Regions from separate parts of the Mus musculus genome. Here region 1 is linked to region 2. The links are chromatin contacts, called in public ChIA-PET maps. All regions are on one chromosome and are shown on one strand. Each heading gives the region's core, a stretch centred on a gene start, on an enhancer-like site or on the middle of the called end of the contact. The rest is flanking DNA. Distances are from core to core; before and after follow the strand shown.

Region 1 (7,486 bases), core at 4,068-6,567, 170 kb before region 2:
AGGCCTATCCTACAGGCTTTGCAAACCAGATAAACTAATGGAGTGTGAAAAATGGATGTACACAAACTTTGCACACAGCATCCATTTTGATGGATTAAAGGTTAGGTTTCTGGCAGAAAATTATCACTGATGTTGAAAGCAGAGGAAAATGAAGCAAAGCTGAACTCTAGGTATTTGATGCTTCATGCCAGTTCTGTTGTGTGGTTTGTGACTTCTATTTTCAAAAGCCCAACCTTGTTCTTTGTAGCTCTTCCAATGACTCTAAACTGTTCTCATTTTAAGAAACCCCTGGAGGGGTAGTGGTGGCACATGCCTTTAATCCCAGCACTTGGGAGGCAGAGGCAGGCAGATTTCTGAGTTTGAGGCCAGCCTGGTCTACAGAGTGAGTTCCAGGACAGTCAACGTTATACAGAGAAACCCTGTCTTGAAAAACCAAAAAAAAAAAAAAAAAAAAAAAAAAAAAGACAACAGAAAAAAGAAACCCCTGCATGAAGCCTTACTCCCTAAATAAGGACCTTATTAATGTAGATAATTTGCCAGTCTAAAGTCAGTGACTATTTCAATTCTGAGTAAGACTAGAACATTTTAACTCTGAATTCTCTCCTAGTATAATCTATTGTATTCCAAGGGCTAGTAGTTTAATTGCATTTAGTTTTTAATTTCTAAAATATCAGAATCTATCTATCTATCTATCTATCCTACACCTTTAGATTGACCAAGATATTTGCTAACTCATTCATTTATTCTTTCATCTCTAACCTTATCTCATTTCTTTCTTGGGATTTAACCTCTTATTTTTCTTGATAGACTATATTCTTAAGATTTCTTCCTTCTTTTTAAGGATGCAGCTTATAACCTAGGCTAGCCCTGACACCATATGTAGCTGAGAATGAATCACTGAAGATAATCATGTCTCTACATCCCAAGGGTTGGGGTTTTAGACATTCACCACCATACCTAGTGTGTAAAATGCTGGGAATGGAATCCAGGGACTGTGCATACTAGGCAAGCATGCTGCCAATTGAGCTACATCAGCGCCTAGGATTTCTTTCAAGGAGCATCTGTGAGTTTGAATTTAAAAACATATTTACCCTTTTTCTTGAGCTATAGTTTAACTAATCGTGGCAGTGGTGGGGCACACCTTTAACCCCAGCACCCAGGAGGCAGAGGCAGGCAGATCTCTGAGTTCAAGGTCTGCCTGGTCTAGAGTCCCAGGACTCTTTAGCTAGCTACACAGGGAAACCTTGTCTCAAAATAACAGAACAAGCAGACAAACAAACAAACAACAAAAGGAAGAAAGACTAGTAGATAGACAGACAGATGGATGAACTAGTTTTTCAGTTATGGAGTCACAATATTTCAGAGACTTTTTTCATCACCTTCATTGTTGCTGATATATCTGCTGACAAGTGGACTGCCATTCCTTTTAGGTAAGTCTGACTTTCTTCAGTGAGAAGTTTAACATTTTTGTATTCTGCGTGGTTTTCTAGACTTTATCTATTACCTATCCGCTTCATTTTTAAGTTTATTTCTAATTAAAGGAAGACTTCATTTTTTCCTTTAATTCATGGTGTTCTTCTAGTCTGAAAAATGCAGGCATTATCTTTGTGTATTGGCTTCCAGTTAATCTCTCCATTCTCCACGTTCTAAACTCCGTTAGATAAATACTTGGCTCTTGTCGTGTCTCCTGCGGCTCCGAACTTACTTTGCTGCTTTGACAGTCCATCATTTGCATCTTATTGGTAGTTCTGATTCTTCAGAAAAATCATTTTTGTGCAGTAGGGATTATCTGGCTCAAAAGAACCCCTCATAGTTGTCTATTTCCTATCATAAAAGTTGCTTTTCTGGTTTTTAAGGGCATTATGCATCAGGTCTTGCCAATGGTTAGGTGGGTAACTCTGAGCACAGCTAGCTCCTTTAGGCAGCAATATGAAAGGGTTAATGAAAATTACACTAGGTAAGGAATCTAAGAAGGTACTTAGTGTCTACCATGTAGTAGATTAGGAAATAAAATCTTGTGTGGTGATTAGCTTACAGCAACTTCCCTGGTGATGGTATCTGTGCTATTTATATTGGACAGAAGTTCTGATGGAGACTGTCACCCATTCTCAGACTTGGCAGTAGTGAATGGCTGAGGCATGGGCTCATGGGTTTAACCACATAGTTAGTCTTTATTTGAGTCTTCTTAGGACTCCTGACTCTATGACGGAGAAGTACTTAATGAGTGAAGAGGGCTGCCAGGGAGTATCAGTGGTATACAGACAAAGAGACACACGCAAGACTTGGGAGATGATTCCGCATGAGGACCCAAGTTTGGATTCCAGATCTTGCTGGCCAGACAGTTTAGCCACAACAGGGAGTTCCATGTTCAGTGAGAGACATTGTTTGAAAAAAAAAAAAAGATGGAAAGCGATTGAGGAAGACATCCTGTCGGGCCTCTATAAGGTTGCACACAGCACACATTCATAAAAACAAACACAGAGGAGGAAGAGGAAGAAGAAAGAGACTTTATTGACACCATTTTAATTTTTGGTCCCACTGGTTATGTGTATGATGTAGGTAATACTTTTCAGGAATATAGATTTATCTTATTTACTAATTTATAACAGGGTCTCCCTATGTAGCTTCCTGGCCAGTCTGGTCCCGTTGGGGTAGTAGGTAGTACTTTTCAGGAATATAGATTTACTCTATCTATCTATCTATCTATCTATCTATCTATCTATCTATCTATCTATCTATCTATCTATGAGAGGGTATCACTATATAGCCTCCTGGCCAGCCTGGAACTTGCTGTTGATCAGGATGGCCTCAATCTCACAGAGATCCACCTGCCTATTACTCCCAAGTGCTAGGACAAAAGGCATATACTGCCATACCTGGCCAAGCTCTTTTACATTTTAACAGATGCAGGAATAATAATATATTTTGATGTTAATAAAACTTGAACACAAATATTTTTAATTTTTTCTATTTTTTCCAGAATCAATAGTTGTTACTATCTCAACAGCTATGAAAATATAGTTGTTAAAATACTAATTTTGAATCTGAGTGGTCCTAAAGAACTCCCAGTTTTTAATATTACTACCTTGATTGACTGTGTGATATGAGTAGGCTGTGTAATATGCCTAACCTTTCTTCTTAATAAACAGTAAGACACACAAGATGTTAAAGTGTTCAAGATGGAGAAAGGTGAGCCCACCTAGTACTGAAACAACCTTTGCAGCAAGATCACACCCTCTCTAATGCAGAGATGGAATGCTGTAAGATACTTTAATCAATTACTCTTCATTAGGAAATTTTATCACCTCAATCCTAATACACTGAAATACACATTTGGTCCACTATCTCAACCCATACCCTCTAAACCGCTTGCTTGCTACCCAAAATCAGTTTGTTCTGTGTTCCAAATCAAGTACCTGTTGTGCTTTTAAATCCTAGAACTTTAACCCAGAGGAGAGCATGCTGAGGCTGTGTGTTTGTTCAGTCGTATTAATTGCTGAGTCAACATCCAGTGTTAAACAGGCATACATGTAGAAGAGAGTAAATCTTTCATCCTCGAGGAAGGCAAAACTCGATTGGCTGTAGCACATGGACAATTATAATCACAAAATATTTTAGTAATGTTGTCATAACACCTTTGTTTTGGAGAAGTCAAAGTCTTTCATACTGCTAATTCATTCACCTTCAGTGCACTGATAAAGAGACATGGGGTGACAGAATTCTCATTTCATCGGCCAGAGTTGATGCAGAAAGAAATTAGGCACTGAAGAAAATGCAAAGCAAGAATCATTTTTTTTTTTCTGGCTAAGCCTCTTCCATCAGTTATGAGAATTCCTCCATTTTAAAGTAGCAAATACCAACCATGGTAAAAATGTAATTTTAGAAAAGCAATTGTTTCAGCAGAATTATGGCATAGTTATGTTAAGAGATATCAGAAGGCTCTTAGTGCATTTGATCTTGCACTTTGATATTTTCTGTTCTTATGGGGCTAAAGAGTTGTTTTTAATAATAGCATTATAATAAACTGACAGTCCTGGCACTGATCCCCATTTTTCTAGACTGCCATTAGGCTCAAATCGATTCTCTAAATAAAGTCTGTCCCAAGAGACACACCAATGCAGGGAAAAGATGAGGTTTGGTTTTGTTTTTTAAACCAACCCGATATCTCACGTTTGTGTTCTAACCATCTGTACCTTTTATTAATCAGGGGCTGGAGCCGCCCAGGCTGACAGACACAGGAGAACAACAATCTTCTCCCACACAAGCCTGGAATGGTAACAGTGTGCGGCTGCCTAAGAAAGAAAAGCCTTTTCTGAGCTGTGGGTTGGCGTGGGTGTGTGTGCCAGGGCGAGGGAGTCATTCCTCTTCTCCATCCAAGGATGCTATTTATTGAAAATCCTGCACATCTTTTTGAAAAAATTGATTTCTTTCAAGTGGGAGGCAAAAACCCTTTTGATGATAAAGAAGAAAGGGGGAAAAAAAACACATGCAAGATTGAAAGGGGCGCTTTGGAGAGAAATGTTCCGCGGTCACAACCTGTTCAGGCTATGAAGACCACACCCTTCAGTCTCGCGTGCCAGCAGTCCCCCGGTGACCACGTCTCCCCCAAAGCCCGCGGAGACATTCTCACTCTCGCTCCACGTGCGAGTCCGGTTCCCCGCTGCCCTCGCTACTCTGTTGAAAGCAGCATCGGCCCGGAGGTCTCCCTGGCTCGCACCGGCTCCGGCTGCCTTCTCCGCACCTGACTGAGCTGAGCTTGTGCACGCCACCTCCACGTGCCATCCCGGGCCGTTACCCGGTACCCAGTTTCCGTCCCTCCCCACCTCCAGTCCGGGCTCCGCCCACCGCGCCCGGGGCGCGCGCCCAGACGCCCCGCCACCTGGCCCGCCCGCTCCGCGCGCCGCCGCTTCCTGTGCCCCGCCCCTCCCTCCGCGGAGAGGCGGAGCCCGGGAGCGAGCGAGCGCGGTGGCGTGGCCAATGGGCGCTCGGCTTACTCTGGCCTCTCCCCCGCGCGGCCGCCAATCGCGGCGGGCGGTGGTGGTAATATTGTGGAGTGGAGTTTGGATGCCGCCGCGGCCGCGGGCTGGAGCGGCGCGGCGGCGGGGGCTGCTGGGGTATTTCGGGAAGGGGGTGTGAGGCGGCGGCGAAGGCGGCGGCTGCGTGTGGGAGGTGGCTGAGAGCTAGAGGGAGAGAGCGAGAGAAAGGACGGAAGAAAGAGGGCGGGAGTCCTTGGAGGAGGCGGGACCGGCGGGGCTCTTCGCGGCGGCGGCGGCGGCGGGCGGCCGGGGAGGCGGCGCCGCCCCCTGCCCGCGCTCTCTTCAACGTAGCCGGCCACCTACCCGCCGGGCGCGGGTAGTGGCCGAACAGCGGCGACCGCCATGGCGTTCCTCAAACTCCGCGACCAGGTAGGTGAGGGGCGGCGGGGCGGGATCGCGCCACCGAGGAGTCGGAGGAGGGTGGACCAGCGGCGTGGGCCGCCCGGGCGCCCTGTCGGCGCGGTGGCAGCGAGGGAAGAGGGTGTCCCGGGTCGGCAGCCGTGCGGGCCGTCCGCCTGTCAGTGCAGCCCCAGCTCCGAGAAACCCACGTGCCGCCGGGGGATCGCGGCCGCCGCCACAGGGGCGGGTTCTGCGCTCGCCGCCCTCGCGTCCGGCGCGCTGCCGGGTAGGCGCCTCCTCTTTCCTGCCAGGTGAGGCTCGGGCCTAACAGGTGGCTTTGCGGTGCGGAGTCGGAGCGGGGCAGGCGGCGGCCGTGACCTGGGGTCACGACCTTGCCCTCGGGTTCGCTTCGCGGGGCGGTTCACGGTCCACCGCACCGTCTCTGCGGAGAGGTAGTGGCGGTCGAAAGCAAACCCACCGGTGCCGATGGATTCTGCTGGGGACTGGTTGTTACGGTGCATATTCCCAGGCTGGTTTTCTCTTGGCATATTCTGCACCATCTTGGTTTAGTTTTCCTGACTTAGGAAGAGCTTGTCAAAGAACACCTGAAGTGCTCAGAAGACTGCAGTACACTGTGGGCTGGGAAAAATAACTCTGTATCTACCAATGAAATCGCAACTATGTCTGAATGAACGCTTGTTACCCTTTTAAAAAGGCGAGAAGGTGAATTACCAGACGCTCCCCAGTGTTTGTCTCTTTTAAAGAAAAGGGAAAGTAACGAGTGGATTTTACGGAGTCGCGGGAACCTATTAATGCTTGAGTACCCCTTTTGCCATTGTTTTTCTGAATAGGAGATACTGAACAGATTTGAAGGGAAACCAATCAGAAAGTGGGCACAAGCTTAACAAAAACGATAGGGAAAAACTTAATGTTTTATGTCATTTTCTACCAATTAAAACTTAAGTTCTGAGTCTAGCTAATGTCAATTCTCACTTAAAAAGTGAATATTCTACTTAGGCTGAATGCTGACTTTTAGTATCATTTGGTATCAGCAGAATTTTAGCTGATATTAACAATAGGGCATGATACTTTGAAAAACTCTGGTTGATAAGTTTGTATTTCAAAATCTGTGAATAACTTTACTGTTCAACATGTTCCATTAGCTACACATAGAATCTTTGAGTTGATTAAAATTAAGAAAGCACAGTTTCTCAGTTGTGCTAGTCAAAAGCACACTTTTCAAAAGTGCTCACCAGCCACAGGTAGCAAAACCTTTCATTGCACAAAGTTGTCAGGAAAAAACAAAAAAATCTGTTAATAACAAGCAGAGTTCAAGCCCAGATCATCTAATTCATATGTAGTTAATACCATGAAACTCAAGATCTAGATTTTCAGCTAATCTTTATTACTCTAGTAACTCTTTGTACCTGAATATTTGGTTGTAATCCTTCACTTTTGGAAATGTATTTTGTGATTTGGTCATTGTGTGTGTTAGGGATTTGGTAGACTGTTAGAAGATCTTACTTTATAAAAAAAAATGAATAAATAATAAAAATCTATTGGCATCTGTGCATTTGAGTGTTTAGTAACTACAGTTTTGAAGCAGTCGTAACACTGATTCAGTTTTGTGTAATATTCTTTAACACTCAGTGGTGATATTGATTTTTAAAATGTTACCTGTAAACTTGAGAATCCGTGATGAGTAAGTTAATGAGATGGCATTGCTGGGGAAGACTTACTGTATTACAAAATAATTGGCTCATCTAGTTCTTTTGAAAGACAACTGAGTTTTTCTTAATTTAAAGGGAATTGCACTTGTTTTTAGAAATCAGTTTATTGATATGTTTCAAGACATTAGAAGTGATGATAGAAACGAAGTGGGATTCAATAGTTTAGTGTTTTCCATTTCTAGGGAAAGCATATTAGCTAGACAAAGTAGTTTTTGGAGGAAAGGTGAGAAGACCTGTATATGTACACAGGATTTTAAATCTGGAAGGTAGTTGATACCGCTTTTAACGCAACAGCTTTATATACATTCCAGTTAGGAAGTAGTATAATTTTTTTAACCTTGCAAAGAATAGAAGGAAGCTAGACATGAGTAAGGATTTTCT
Region 2 (6,465 bases), core at 2,684-5,183:
CCTCGAACATGCTTATAAAAATATACGTACAGGATACTCATTAAAACAGTGCTAAAAATAGAAAGAGTTAAAAAGATGGTAGCATGTCTCCTACTAGACAGGATGCTGGTGACGGTAGGAAAAAAAGAAACAAGGCACGGCACAGCATCGCCTCGGGAGTGGGAAGAGACCAGGCAGTGGTGGTGAGGAACTTTTAGAGTATTTTTTACAACTTGACTTGTTTAATATGTTTCGATTAGTGTGGGTCTTGTGAAATTCACCAATGAAAAGATCCGTATCTGCGTAATGTCCCGTATCAGCACGGGGCTTGGGGAGTTTAGGCTCGGTGGTTTGGATCCCAGAGCCTCCTTCAAACCTCAGGCAGCACACTGTGGCTTTTGGCTCAGTCTGCTGGACTCCTCACCTACCTCCGTGTCATTGAACCGAAAGGGCTCCAGACACGGGTTCCACCTGACCAGCTTGGGAGACGGCATAAAATCCAAGAACGGGTAAATGGATGTTCTTGTAAAGTTGAATCCGTGGATACCATCTTCTGGGAACACTATAATCTGCACACCCTGGAAGCAAAAAGACAAGAGAGTGCCATGAGGTAAGGGGAGAGAGTGTCCCTCACTGCCAGACATCAGCAGGCTGGCTGACCAGGGCTTTAAAGATGCTAGCCTGACTCAGCTTGAATGGAAAGGCTTGTTCTCAGGCAATCAGCTGACTCCCCGAGTGCAGGACAATGGCCCCCACATGTTTCCGTGTTCTCTAGGAAGAACCATGAGCATGTGTGGTTGGATGGAGGAGTGGGCAGCATTGCTGAAGGCCCAAGGACAGAGCTCATTGAGTGAATGTTAGGCTGGGCTCGCTCTCACTGGTGAACAGTGGAAGCCAGAGCCATCGTGAAGCACTTAAATCTATGCACAGATGAATCATCATTATTCCAGAGGATTTCACCCCCTCTCCCATATCTAAGTCAGTTGGGGTACTTTGGGAAAAACACTGATGTGGGCCCCATCCATAAAACGGCTGGCTGGAATGTGGGTGAGTCCTGGCTGCAGGATTTGTTTAAAGATGACTCTGCTGAGCAGTCCCAGCTGTGACTCTGGGGGCCGAGGATGGGCAGCAGCAAGTGCACTGAACTAAGAGAGTCGCTTTAGGGGCTCTGGCTGTGCTATAGGCTTCTCCCCACACTGGGCTCCCTGTGCCATCTACAGCATCCTAGGGCAAGAGAAGAAAGAAACAGGACTGCCCTCTGCTCTCCCTTAGCATCTCACCCTCCTGGCGCTCTCCAGTTCTGTGGATTAAAGTGTCAAACCTAGAACGCTGTCCCAATGCAGAGGGTGGAGGCAGCAGGCAGTGAAGGCGTGTCATTGTCGACAACGGTGCCTACTTCCTCAGTGCAATGCAACTTTAGGGTTTTTCCCCCCCTTCTGGTTATAAAAGCTCCGAACTCCCCCCCTCGTGTGTGTGTGTGTGTGTGTGTGTGTGTGTGTGTGCACACGCACTCTCTCACATCCTCTAACACAAAGGTGCTCTTGTTAATATTCTCCTCATCCTTTTCTCTCTGTGCAGCTGGGTATGCACGAGATGATAAGCTGGGTAGCACTCGTCTTTCTCATAGAGAGCATCCAGACATACCGTCTGTAATGGCCACCCCCTATGTGAGACACTACTGTTTCTTCTCCACTGATTATCTGAATCCAACCTCTGCAATAAAAAGATGCAGCAGATTAGCGGTTCCAGATTAGCGGGCTGCTTCAGTTGGGCAGTTTGACTGTGTACATAACGGGCCTCTGTTGGACTGTTACTCAGCAGATTAGCCTGGGAGGTAGAGACAGAAGGATCCCGAGCTCGAAGCCACACTAGCTAACAGATGAGACCCTGTTTCAAAACCAAGTTAAAAACAAAGGTCTTCACACTAGAGACTACATCTGTGCCTCGTGGGACATTAGCCAGTTCTTTAGCTAGCAACGAATTCACTGAGCCAGTGCTGGGCTGACTCCTTAAATTCCCACCGTTATCTAATGCATTAAATAAATAAAAAAAACTGTACTCATTCTGTATTTGCATGAGTCACACTTTTAACTTCCTGAAAATTATATCTGGAGAGAGCTTTTCCTCTCTTCAGGAAAATAAAAACCTTGAAGGGCATCTTATAGAGCCTGCCACTTCAGTTACGTCTACACATCGACCACGGTGCTTCAGCAGTGGTCTGGCAGGAGATCAAGAACTCCTGAAGAATGGAGCTCGCCAACCCCGGGAATGGGCTCTGTAAATCATTTTCCCTCTGTGCCAGGGGGACAGCGCTTTACCAGGCATGTGAGGGGTTCCTGTCCCAAGTGAGTCTCACCGGGCATGTGAGGTTCCTAAGTGAATCTGATGGAACACTCTGGTGCCCACAGACACAGCAGAGGTGCTGTGTCACCTGACAGCACAGAAGCACCCCTGTGAGCAGCTGCCATGACTCCCAGAAGCACCTATGCAAGCTCCAAACAGGGGATTTGGTTAGGCACCGTGGACAGACGGAGAAGGCAGAGGAGGAAAAGCTGAGGGGACCGAGGTGGCACTGTGCCGTTAAACACCTTCACCACAGGACCTGCCCTTGTTTGGGTCAGTGCTGGTAGGAGACCTGAAGGTGCAGCTGGGATTCATTTTACACAAACTTCAGCAGGGACATAAACAGGATAAGTATCAAATGTGTGGATGCTATGTGGATGCCAGTGAAGAGCCCTACATAGCCCACGAGGCTGACCAGTGAGCAGCGCAGGTGGGAAGCCTTGCTCAAGTTATCTGCCCAAGTGCAGCAGGGCAGCATGTGGCTGTGTGTGTAAAGGAACAGGAGTCACAAGTGCCATGGAAACGCAGTGTGATGGCATTGCCAGAAGTGTCCTGGGAACGACATCTGGAGTAAGAGAGCTGAGAGAAGCTTGCCCCCAACCCTGGTCACACAGCAGCTGGATTGTGGGCCATACAGTTCTAAGCACGAAGTCTGGAGAGCCCGAAGAGGCCTGGAAGCGAAGGCTCTTCCTGGGACTACAACACTTTTTCTGGGTGCGCCAAAGATGGAACGCAGCTACTTTTCTGAGCTCAAGGTCAGAACTACGGTAAAACAAACAAACAGCCCTTCCCACAGTTACATGGAACACAAGGACCTGGGAAACTGTGCTCTGAGCTTCTGAAGGTAGCCAAGAGAGGTGTGCCGTCCATCAGGAGTGCTGGACCATACACACTGACTAAGTCAGGACTTTAAAAAGCACCAACAAGAGATAGCCAAGTCGTTTCAGGTCATGTGATGAGGGCATGGGCGTAAGGGGACCTACTGGCAAAGCCAGCTCTAAGCCAGCAGCAAAGAAGATTGGCTCCCTTGCCATTTGGCCACAGTAGGCCTTCCACAAGCAGCAGGCTTAGCGGCCCCACCTACAGGGATGAAGCCCAGACTCCCTTGGTCCCAGGCTTCCTAACCCCACAGCTTCTTAGAAAAGCCACTTCCTGTCCTGTCCCAGGGGAGCCTAGCCTCAGTAGCCCCACCCTTCCTGGATGGCAGGAGAAGAAAGACAGTCAAGCAGGAAGCCCTTAGGAAGGGCTGGGGTCCTAGTCTGTCTGGACGCAGGGCTCCCATCTGGATGAAGTGCGACACAGACAAAGCACAGACAGCCCTTGTTTTGTGGGCTCTGACAAGCTTTGAATGCCTTTCAGTGCACGGAGTTCACTGTCCTTAAGGGTTTTCAAGGTTATTTGTTTGTTTTTCTGAATATTAGCATCACCCAGGGACGGGCTTTGAAAATTCCCACTGCCCAAACTGCATCCATTCTGGACCAGTTGGCCACAGTCCCAGCCCCACACCCCAGCTCTTGTTTACAATTCGCTGATTCCCGGCACAGGCACATGAATCAGTGACCTAGGCACTGCTTCTCCAGCTTGGGCAAAACACTCCCTGGGGACACATGCCAGTCCTGGCTCTGGAGGCCAGGGGTGGGGCCTGATTTAACAAGCAGTCAAGTCAACTCGGAATCTGCAAGCTGACCCGACTTCTCAGGAGGACCTCGGGAACCTGGGGTTTTTTCCTCACTCAGAGCAGCTGGCTCTGGGAGCCCTGAGCCCAGGTCAGGAGCAGAAAGCTGCTCTTGCCTTCTGGGCTGCAGCCATCACTTGCTGTTCATAGACGTCGAGGTTCTGCTTCATGAGCTCCAGGGCCTCCTGGCGGCTAACGAGCTCCAGGGGGTTTGGGCTCAGGACCGATGGATGCTCGTACACAGCAGCCACGTAGTACTCAGCCTCGCGGTGCTCCTGGGAGGCCGAGCTGACGCCCAACGCAAGCGCAGAACAGCCGAGGAAGAAGAGAGCAGGCGCAGTGCGGGCTCCAGACATAATGCAGACCATAAATCTGAAACGAACCGGCAGGAGAGAAGAGCTGAATAAGGAAAGCTGCCAAGGACTGAACTTTCGCAGCTGTGATTTATTAATCCTGGCAATTACACTCGCCCGCAGCGAGGCCGGGGCTCAAAGAGTTTGTTTCATGTCCCTAATAAAAGCCCGTGTGTTTCTCTCCAAACACGTAGAGCTGCGTTTCAAACGGCTCGCTGTGTTAATAGACTGAGCTTCAGAACATTTCCAAAACAGACTCGGTGTTTGCCTCGGTTTTCTAACGCGGCGGGCAGGAAGCCTGCAGTGCGCCGCTGCCTTGCTAGCCACGCAGTAGCCTTGCTACACAGCGCACTGCAGGAGCGCGGCTGAATTTTGGACACAATTCTGCGATATATTTGACGCTGAGACTTCTTACTCAGCATGGCAGGTCAGCCCTCTAGGACAGCCGTGATGGTCCCGAAGTTCCCGAACACAGGGCAGCTTCGTAGCTGATATTCTTCAGTCTTTATTTGGGGACGGTCTGGAGTCCTAGCTTCTGCTGTGTCACCCATAGGGCAGCCATAAAGGACTCTCTCCCTGTCAGAGTCCCGTGTGGCTTTCACCTGGAATCCGAGTGAGCCTCCACTGTTTTCTGTTTTGTCTGCTACTCCAAATCACTTGCTTAAGAACACACCAGATTCAAGCGGGGCGTAGTGGTGCACGCCTTTAATCCCAGCACTTGGGAGGCAGAGGCAGGCAGATTTCTGAGTTCAAGGCCAACCTGGTCTACAAAGTGAGTTCCAGGACAGCCAAGACTACACAGAGAAACCCTGTCTCAAAAAACAAAAACAAACAAACAAAAAACAAAAAAATCACACCGGGTTGGAAAGAAAATCCTTCTCACAGTCATAACATGTGATTTTCTAGAAAATACATTGGAATTTTGTAGTGAGTAGTCTCTACTTACCATGACAAAGTGGACACAAGTAAATTAGACTTCTGTATTACATTTCTGTACCCCCCCCCCCCCACACCTCTGGAAAATAGAACATTTGCTCGGCATAATTGTGTGTGTGTTACTAACTGGGATTACAGCTCTGCACCACCATGCCTGGTTTTTGCAGGGCTAGAATCAAAGCCATTCTGAAAGTCACCCTGGCCTCCTGACTAAAGCCCCTCCCCTGGCACAGAAACTGATCAGGCAGTTTACCTCAGCCAGACAGCTGCCCTGTGGAGACAGACAGGGGCTGACAACTGCCCAAGAATCCCGGTTCAATACTAAGGTAACTGACAAACCAAGGAATCCCACTGCTGTTCTTGAAGAAGAAACTAGCACCCTACCCAAAAATAACATCTGTCCAAACCTCAAGCCGGGACTCTTAGAGTTTGCATTCCCAAATAAACACCACAGGCCACTAGTTCTGTGCATTATTTAGCTAAAAAGTCCCAGAAACAACCCGTAATTATTTCAGCGACAGAAGAGACCTAGAGCTCCTCATTCAGAACCAGTCAACAGCAAATGCGCCTCCGGGGGCAGGGGCTCCCTCCCACCCCTCATCTCAAACTGCTTCTTGTTTCCCTAGGGGATAAATGTACCACACAAAGGCCAGGGCTTGGTGCCACTCATCTACACTGTAAGCAATGTTCTGTGGTAAGAACAAGGGGCCTTTGAGCCAGCAGTCATGAGTTTTGGACTGGAAACAAAAGTATAATTGATAAGCTTTCTTATTGGAACTTTGTCTCTAAAGATACCAAGGAATAATTTTAAATGACTCAAATAATCTACTTTATATCCCATTTTGAAAGGATGATAATGGGGTAGTTTGAGTGACATCACGGTCACAGTGATAACACTTTTAAAGCCCAGGTCGATGGCCTCTTGAAGAGCTGAGGTAGAGACACACGAGGCAGGCCTTGGTGGGAGCAAGTCAGAACTCTTGGGCTAGGAAGGGCATTCGTGGTATCTGCATAACAGATGTGGGGACATGGGGCTCTGCATGTACACCAGGGATGGGATAAGACTCAGGGTCTCACATGGACCAGCCACTACCACAGAGCCTTAGCCCCGCCCTGGGATACAGAACACCTAACTCTAAGAACATGTAATCCAGCCAAACAAGGAAACTGCAGAGCCAG

What was found. ChIA-PET counts read pairs in DNA pulled down with a chosen protein or histone mark.
Region 1: a contact with region 2 is called in an RNA polymerase II ChIA-PET map of effector CD8 T cells, with 20 read pairs. The contact joins the promoter of Ankrd28 here to the enhancer-like site in region 2. A contact is called at or near these places in 8 of 39 promoter capture datasets (HPC-7-derived erythroid cells, cranial neural crest, frontonasal cranial neural crest and 5 more), 9 of 484 Hi-C or Micro-C datasets (B cells, CD4 T cells, the G1E-ER4 cell line and 5 more), 17 of 115 datasets of contacts at active chromatin or transcription factors (the 230-238 cell line, acute myeloid leukemia, astrocytes and 12 more) and 3 of 9 other capture datasets (adipose tissue, liver and pancreatic islet).

Annotation. Positions count from the first base shown.
Region 1 is chr14:31,828,246-31,835,731 of GRCm38.p6, reverse strand. It overlaps Ankrd28 (ankyrin repeat domain 28), which reads left to right and starts at 5,317. Exons shown (of 28, transcript NM_001024604.2): 1 at 5,317-5,405. The coding sequence starts at 5,379.
Region 2 is chr14:31,659,974-31,666,438 of GRCm38.p6, reverse strand. Btd (biotinidase) reads right to left here. Exons shown (of 4, transcript NM_025295.4): 2 at 4,114-4,369; 3 at 408-557. Among named protein-coding and RNA genes, the nearest start is that of Btd, 22 kb to the right of the region's middle. Within about 2 kb of position 3,933, at least 375 of the 459 cell types and tissues checked have an H3K27ac peak or open chromatin away from gene starts, as enhancers often do. A contact at or near this core is called in the 230-238 cell line, B cells, the G1E-ER4 cell line and 23 more, where this site is marked.